2 separate regions of the Mus musculus genome follow, and region 1 is linked to region 2. Evidence: chromatin contacts called from public HiChIP or PLAC-seq data. All regions are on one chromosome and are shown on one strand. Each heading gives the region's core, a stretch centred on a gene start, on an enhancer-like site or on the middle of the called end of the contact. The rest is flanking DNA. Distances are from core to core; before and after follow the strand shown.

Region 1 (3,934 bases), core at 135-2,634, 750 kb before region 2:
CAGGAGCTTTCAGAGAGAGCCTCTGTGTGTGTGTGTGTGTGTGTGTGTGTGTGTGTGTGTGTGTGTGTGTGTGTGTGTGTGTGAGTGAGTGATGGGTAAGGGCAGGAGACTCTTGTCTCCTCTTCTAATTTCTTCTCACTGGCTGAGTTAGTCACCAGCTCTTCCTTTCTCTGCTGTCTTTGTGCCAGTCTGGAATTTTCTCTCTTCTGTTTGTTCCCATAAACTTCATCACACTCATGCTGGCAACATACTTTTCTGGGCAGTAGGAGGCAAAGATAAGTACACAGAGAACTGAAGACAAGCTGGAATATCCTACACCTAACGCTTCTCTTCTTTTACAAGAACTTTCCCATCTATATCTCCTTTCCTCCAAACTGCCTCAACCTTACATCCTGATCCCTGCACAAGATGAAGTGATCTGGACTTCAAAACATTACCAACATAGTAACCTAGACTTACAGAGACAGCCAAATAGCCTTGCCCATTGTACATGAAAGAAATACCGTCACAATGTTTCCTAACCCAGGCAGCAATTCTAAGCAGTCTCTCCAAAGAACATTCTTAGCCAAGTGTGTTAGGACATTCCTACAATCTCAGTCCTAGGGAGACTGAAGCAGGTGGTTACTGAGTTCATGGCCAGCCTAGACTATATAACATTGTATTAAGACTGTTTCCAAAGCACAAACAAGTGCTTAAAAATAACAACAGGAAGAAATGTGTGTTCTCCCACAAGCCTTGGCAACTCAGTGCGCACCTCAAGCAAGTGGCTGTCATCTTCATTTTGTAGATGAAGCAACTGGGGACTAGTATGGCAGCTTACCCAGCTGCAAGTAGCAAGAGTGCCCTGCAGCCTATAGACAAAAACTTTCACAACTTTATCTGGCCTGAAAGTATGAGTTTCCAGAGCCAGATCCTGGGTTTTGTCCCTAGCACTGCCAAAATGAAAGAGTATAGCCATATGCCCTCTACACTCTAGCGTCTATGCATCGCCGACAGAGAAAGGCAACACTGCCGGTGTTGAAGAAAGTGATAGCTAGAGTTTCATGGGCTGGGGGTGGGAGGAAGGGAAGACGTGAGAACTAGTCCAGGCAGGAAGTGATGGAGACTTGGACCAAGGGTGGATCAAGAACATTGGCAATTTGAGGGGGAGTAAGGACAATGTTTACAGTAGCTGCACATTTTTTAGTTTGAGAGACTCGTGTCATTTATTCATTGAACTACTAGTGGACACTTTGCTAGGCACAGCATGCTAGACACCAAAATACCAAAAAGATGATAGTCAGTGAAAATGATGCCTCTCACAGGTGAGACCTGCAGTGCACTGTCCAGCCAGCAGGCAACAGGAAATACCACGTCAACTGGCCTACAAAACAGAGATGCCCAGGGAACACCAGGGGGCAGTATGGGCTCAGCAACCGAAGGGATGCCAACTGCTAATGTCTACGAAGTCTTAACACTTAATCTGTCATTAATCTGTCATTGTCTTGGGTAGCCACTTAGAAGTTTTGGAAAGAATCTTAACTTATTCAATTATTTAAGCACAAACCTTCTCCTTTGGTGGGGGTTTTAAGCAGTGGGATATGTGAACTAATATTGTGTACCTCTTATGTAACAGAAATCATCAAAAACCTTGACTTGTCATAGGCCTAGGATGAGGGCCCTGCCCTTCCAGATGAGCAGATATTTCTAAATGAAAACACATTCCTGTTAACCTGCGCACTACTGTGTTTCCATGTTATAAACCAGTGGCTGCTCTTGAGGGTGAGGGCGAGGATGCTGCCCTCTGAATCTTAGGGTTTGTTACTGCTACACGGTTAGTGACTGAACCAAGAGCTTTGGGTTCCCATGAGTTTCCCATGCATCCCTTTCTGTACGTAGCATGAGCCCTCACCTTGCTTGCCATCCCATCCCACCAGATATCCCACCAGATGCCCGGTACACTTAGTAACCTCTTCCTCTCAAGCTGTTCCTGTCTTTTCTTTTTGATGAGCTCCCTGCCTTCCAAATCCTCACGCATCCCCTGCAGTAACCAGGTTCTGTCACACCTGCGGGTGTGAGAAACCAACCACAAACCAGCACAACAGAGGAAGAACTTAAGGAAGACCCCACCCCCACCCCACCCCACCCCACCCCCCAACACCACCACCATAGGACAGAAAAAGCATTGTCCTCTCTCAGAGGTACTTTAGAAAGACGCCATTGGCAGTTAGTGCTGAGCACACATTGTGCACCTGACAGTTGGTAAAGCTGTGGTTTGCATTTTGCTGTATTGAGTTCATCTTAATTGTTCAATCAATGGCAAATACTTAATATGTCTCTACTAGTCCCTTGTTTCATTTATCTAATTTCAAATTATTCAAACTCTTCAGGTGTTGATCCATAACATATTCAACAAGGTAAAAAAAAATAAGAGAAGCTTATGTTATAAAAAAAAATCTATCCATCAACACAGATATCTGTTTATGCAACTTAGTTGAACCCAAGGGGGGCAAAGAAAAGTACACATTGGAAAACTGGCATGAAGGAGAGAGAATAGATGAAAAAATAATTCAGTGGAAACATCTGGATATGAGGAACATCACAGAAGGCAACTGTCAATATTTTTAAGACAAAGTGAGCCTGACCCATTTTAGCCCCAAAGGCAACAGACATGATGCATGATCCCAAACCAGGAAAAGAAGTTGTTATAAGCATGAATTGCCCTTGGCACATGGTGGGACACATGTCCCTTCACTGCCATTACCCAGGAGCTAGGAGCAAAGCTTTAATTAAGTTCGAGGCCAGCCTGGGGTTTATAGCCAGACCTTGTCTTAAGAAAGAAAGACTGGATGGGCAGTCGTGGTGCACGCCTTTAATCCCAGCACTTGGGAGGCAGAGGCAGGCAGATTTCTGAGTTTGAGGCCAGCTTGGTCTACAGAGTGAGTTCCAGGACAGCCAGGGCTATACAGAGAAACCCTGTCTTGAAAAACAAAAAACAAAAACAAGCAAACAAATAAAAAGACTGAGATAATTAGAAAAAATTATATATACAGACTTTACATCAGACAGAGTATTATATCAATGTTACATTTCTTGAATCTGATCCTTGGGTCATAATTATGTAAAGGAATATTCTTATTCTTAGACTGTAATGGTTTGGATATGACCTGTGTCCGTGCTCATATTTTGTATAGTTGTTCCTCAGCTTTGGGCATTATTTCAAAGGGTGTGGAGCTTTTAAGAGGTGGAGCCTACCTAGTGAAAGTAGCTCGCTATGGACGGACCCTGAACGTCACACCCACTTTTGGCTCTGGCCTGTATCATCTGGTCTCCACTGTGGAGGAAGACTCCGTTATACATTCCCACAACCCATGGCTGCAGCAGGCCTTTTTCTCTATGTGACGCTTGAATCCCCTGAAACTAGGTAGCATAAGAAGCTTAAGTGGCATTTGTCATACAAGTCACAACAATGATACACATACATACATATAAACCTATGGGGAAAAAGACTAAGGCTGGGAAATTACAACAGAATTATGTTGAAAGAAACATATGCAGGGGATGAGGGGAGGGCTCAGTGGGCTAAGGAACTTGCTATGAAAGCGTAGAGACATGAGTTCAAATCCCTAGTACCTACATACTAAGTTATATGTAACCACATACCCTTATAATGCCAGTGTTGGTGGGGGTGGAAGCAAGAGGATTGCTGGGGATTGCTGGTTGCCAGACTAGCTTCGAGTTCAGAGAATGGGTGTATCTCCAGGAAGCATAAGATAGCTGGATAGCGACATCTTCCTCTGGAATCTGTACACCTGGGCCTGCATACATCACACACACACACACACACACACACACACACACACACACACACACACACACACACACGGTGGGGCACTCACACATGCACTTTAAAACTTATGTATACAGCTGGAAAGATTGCTCAGTGGGTAAAGGC
Region 2 (4,055 bases), core at 718-3,217:
AAGAAACCATAAAAGCTCTATGTTGAAAATAGCAGTTCCATAGCCTCATTCTCTCTCAGGTGATCTTTGTCATCCTATGTGGGTCACATGTGGGTGAACACACACACACACATACACACACACTACCTGCCATACTCACTACCCTAACAAGAAGATCCCAATATGGCCATGAGAGAGATGTCCAGTCAACGAGGAAGCACCCAAACTCTTATTCTTAAGCCATTCCCTGCAAAGAAAGTTGGCACCGGAACCAGGTGGAAGAATTCCCGAGCAATCCATCCCAGGGAGGAGGCCCAGCCCTGCCTTGGTGCTCCTTGCCCACACAAGCACTTGGCTCGAAGGTCATTCTTGCACAGTTCAGTGAAGGTAGGAAATACCAGTGAGTTGTTCACTTTTAAATGGTTGATCTTACATTTGATAAATTTCACCTTGAGAGGAGGAGGAAGAGGGGAGGAGAGAAGGAGGGTGATGTGAGGAAGAGAAAGGGAGGGAAGAGGAGGGAGAAGGAAAGAAAGGGACAGAGGAGGAGGAAAGGGGCAAAAGGAGGTAGGGGAAGAGAGGGGAGAAAGAGAAGGGGGAGAGGAGGAGGAGGAGGAGGCACAAGAAGCAAAGAGCAGCAAAGGCATCTACGCTAAAAACTTGACTCATGAAGCCACCCCACCCCAAAACATTCTGTGCTAGCAAGTGCCATTGGACAGACTGTGAGAGGAAGTGGGGATAGCCTGGGTGCCCAAGGCCAAGGTTTGGAGCAGTAGGAACTTTCCAGAAGCAAGCAGGGAGAGCCTGTAGGCATCTGGCATCCAACAAAGCTGCCTGGCTCCTCTGGCGACCCTGTCCATCACACCCACTGTGGTCCACACTGTTTGTATTCTCAACCTTTCTGGGTGTCCTGTTAGAGAGAAAACTGTTGCTCAGGGTCTCATCCCTCATTTATTCTTTAAAGAAACCAAACTTTAAAAAAAAAAACCAACAAAAACAAAAACAAACAAAACAAACAAACAAACAAAAACTAGGCCTCAGTGTTTCCAGCAAGGACATTACACTGAAGAAATAAATGTTTTTGAGCACTTACTGCCAAAAATAAAAATAACTCCAAAATTTTCCTTCTCATTCTCTACAAATAAGTCAGCCTGCTGGCAAGGATATCTGGGAATTGTTATCGATGCGGCTGCCAAGTATGCAGTACACATGGGCTTGTCTATACCACAGTCAACCACTCATGGGCTTGTCTATACCCCAGTCAGCCACTTCACCAGGGTCTTTCCCTTGATCTCCAATCCATAGGCTGAACCCAGGGTGGAATTCTGGGAAGCAACATTGCCTGGAAGAGGGTAAAGCCACTGGGGAGAAAAAAAATCTGCCTTCCTGGATCCATTCCACTTCCACCAATCATAGCTTCATGTTCCTCCATCACTGAACCTCCCCCCTCCGCCCCCCCCCCCTACACACACAATGGACATCAAAGTTAAGGGGAAAGTATGAGCCAATCAGGGGAGGAAGAGCTAAGAGAACTCTGCTTTGGGAGGAAGAGTCACCAGTGCTCTAGGGGACTAAACATAAGGTCAGGTAGCAGAAGGCTTTAGGCAGCCAGCTCCTACATATTCAACGAGGTATCCTGACCATCTGTCACCTCTCCATCTATTTCTGTGAGAGTTTGTCTGCAAAGGGGAAGAACACAAACAAGAAACAAAAGTCGCATGGTAAACCTCTACCTATACACTTGCAGATAGAGGACACCAGAAACAACCCAAAACCCACTTGCAAGAAATTAGAGATAACACAGTACCTTGATCCCTCAGAAATGATGGCCGTGGAGTCCCTCCCACCCGCTCAGCCACTTCCGGTGCTGCCCAGCCGGCTGCCATGAAACGTCAGAAGGCAAAAGAAGAGTCCCTGAGACACAGTGCTGTTCCTCAGAGGAGGGGTGTGGTGGGGGGAAGTCTCTCAAGTCTCATGAGGTGGTCACGTGCGTTCTGTGAGTGTCTGAGATGCCTATCAGCCCTTCTGAAGAGAAGAAGGCAGTTTTCACTAAGGCCTGAGCAGCACTAAAGAATGTGTACCAGTGTGCTTTCACTTCCTGTGAGGGAAAGGCCACCAACCCCCAGAGAAAGATGAAATAATACCCCAAACTCCCAGCAATTGGTTTCATGTCAGAAAGTCTGAGCCTGAGAAACCTAAGGCCTGGCTGGCTGAGCCTGCCCTCAATAGATCTTCCCGTGCGCTTCCATAGAGACTGGCACGGAGCTGCAGGTGACAAGAGAGGGTAAAGACTTGGCCAGCACTTGCCACGGTTTTCAACAACTCAAACAGAAGCCCACTAATGATGGCTGCCGAGTCTTTCATCAAGGTGTTCCCTATGGGGAGACGAGAATTAAGAGCCAAATCAGGGAAAACTACCAGAAACATCCACTCCAGTACTGGCCCTTCCCACACACCTCTTCCTGTGCTACGGCAAAACCTGGTACTTCCTCCCAGCCACAGGACAAGCGCTATTATTCTAGATCCTTGCCTAGACCTCCCCAAACATCCCTGAGGGCGCCCATCCATGCGTTAGATATCAGTTGAAGAGAATGAGGAAGAGCCAGGCGCACCAGGGATCGAGGGAAGCAGGAAGCAGAACACCAAATAAACTGAGTTACAAACAAAAAAGTCTTTCTCTGGGACGTTCTCAGGTACCCGAGCACGGTACACCCTAGAACTGAAAGCAAAGACTCCTATAACTTAACCTAATTCGAGCCCTCTGTAGACCTCCCCAGTCTTTGAACTGCATTCTGCACAGCATTTTTTTCTTACTACATTATTAAGGTTTTTTTTTCTTTTTATGCAAAGCCCTACCCAATTCAATGTGGCCTGTTTATGAAAAATAAAAACCCAGGGGGGCATCAATATTAATACAGTGAAGCTAAAAAAGATATTGAATAAGCTTTGTGGAGTCCAAAAACAATGACTTAATTCAATCCGAGCAACTAGGTCATGCTCAGATTCCAGTAATTGTAAAATTTAGATATAATAAGGCAAGAACTTTGCTCCGCTTCAGTAGTCAAAATGAAGGGCCCATTCAAGGGCAAGTGCCGTGATCCAGGCCCAACAGGAGAGCTGGGACATCTGAGTGGAGGATGCATGCCAAGGCAGGATCACCATCCGGTACTACCTGGGAACCTGACAGTACAACAGAGAGATTCTTCACACAAAGCACCAGCCACTCCAAGGAGCACCAGTCACCCAAGGAGCACCAGCCACCCAAGGAGCACCAGCCACTCCAAGGAGCACCAGCCACCCAAGGAGCACCAGAGAGGTTTCCAGGGAGCACAAAGCCCCAGGCAGGTCTCTGCTTAGAGGAAGTAAGTGACCAGTCTAATCAAGAAAGAATTAGGACATATGCAACCACTCCTGGGAACAGAGAGATAGGCTAAGCACCAGCCAGATATGCACCATCAGACACTTAAACACACTCAAACCAGGACATACAGTCAGACTAGCACACAGCCAGACTGGCGCACACAGTTGGGTATGTACAACAGATAGGCACACACTGTCAGACAGGTACACACAGCCCGACAAACACACAGTCGGATGGGTACACACTATCAGACAGACATACACCATCACATGGCAACATACTATCAGTAGGACACACAGTGTCATATGGGCACACATTGTAGCAAGATGGCCAAGCAAACACATTCAGACCTGTAGGTACAGTTAGACAGGCGCACACTGTCAGACAGGCATACAAAGTAAGACAGGTTACACACAGTCAGACAGGTACACACTAGGTGCAAAAAGGAAATGACAGAGCAAAGGGTACTTTTGAGATATGGAAAGGTTCTGTGTGAATGCACATGGCCAGAATTAAGGAAAACCAGATAATTAAGCTTACTGGATTGCTTTCTCCTTGTTTAAAATTACCACTCATAATTTGGAGGGTAAATATTTGAATATGAGCGAAAACTTCTATTCAAAGTCACTTAGACTAAGATATATTCTTCCAACTCAAATCTATAAAGCCGTCCTTTGAGTGCTGAAATGTTATCAATGTACTGCAGTCTTGCTGC

What was found. HiChIP or PLAC-seq counts read pairs in DNA pulled down with a chosen protein or histone mark.
Region 1: a contact with region 2 is called in an H3K27ac HiChIP or PLAC-seq map of T-cell acute lymphoblastic leukemia, with 3 times the contacts expected there. The contact joins two enhancer-like sites. A contact is called at or near these places in 6 of 39 promoter capture datasets (the 3T3-L1 cell line, embryonic stem cells, hippocampal neurons and 2 more), 1 of 484 Hi-C or Micro-C datasets (cerebellum) and 1 of 115 datasets of contacts at active chromatin or transcription factors (T-cell acute lymphoblastic leukemia).

The regions. Positions count from the first base shown.
Region 1 is chr8:36,344,566-36,348,499 of GRCm38.p6, reverse strand. No RefSeq gene overlaps it. Among named protein-coding and RNA genes, the nearest start is that of Lonrf1, 97 kb to the right of the region's middle. Within about 2 kb of position 1,384, at least 9 of the 459 cell types and tissues checked have an H3K27ac peak or open chromatin away from gene starts, as enhancers often do. A contact at or near this core is called in T-cell acute lymphoblastic leukemia, where this site is marked.
Region 2 is chr8:35,595,148-35,599,202 of GRCm38.p6, reverse strand. All of the region lies in intron 1 of Mfhas1 (malignant fibrous histiocytoma amplified sequence 1), which reads right to left. Among named protein-coding and RNA genes, the nearest start is that of Gm16793, 8.2 kb to the right of the region's middle. Within about 2 kb of position 1,967, at least 100 of the 459 cell types and tissues checked have an H3K27ac peak or open chromatin away from gene starts, as enhancers often do. A contact at or near this core is called in T-cell acute lymphoblastic leukemia, where this site is marked.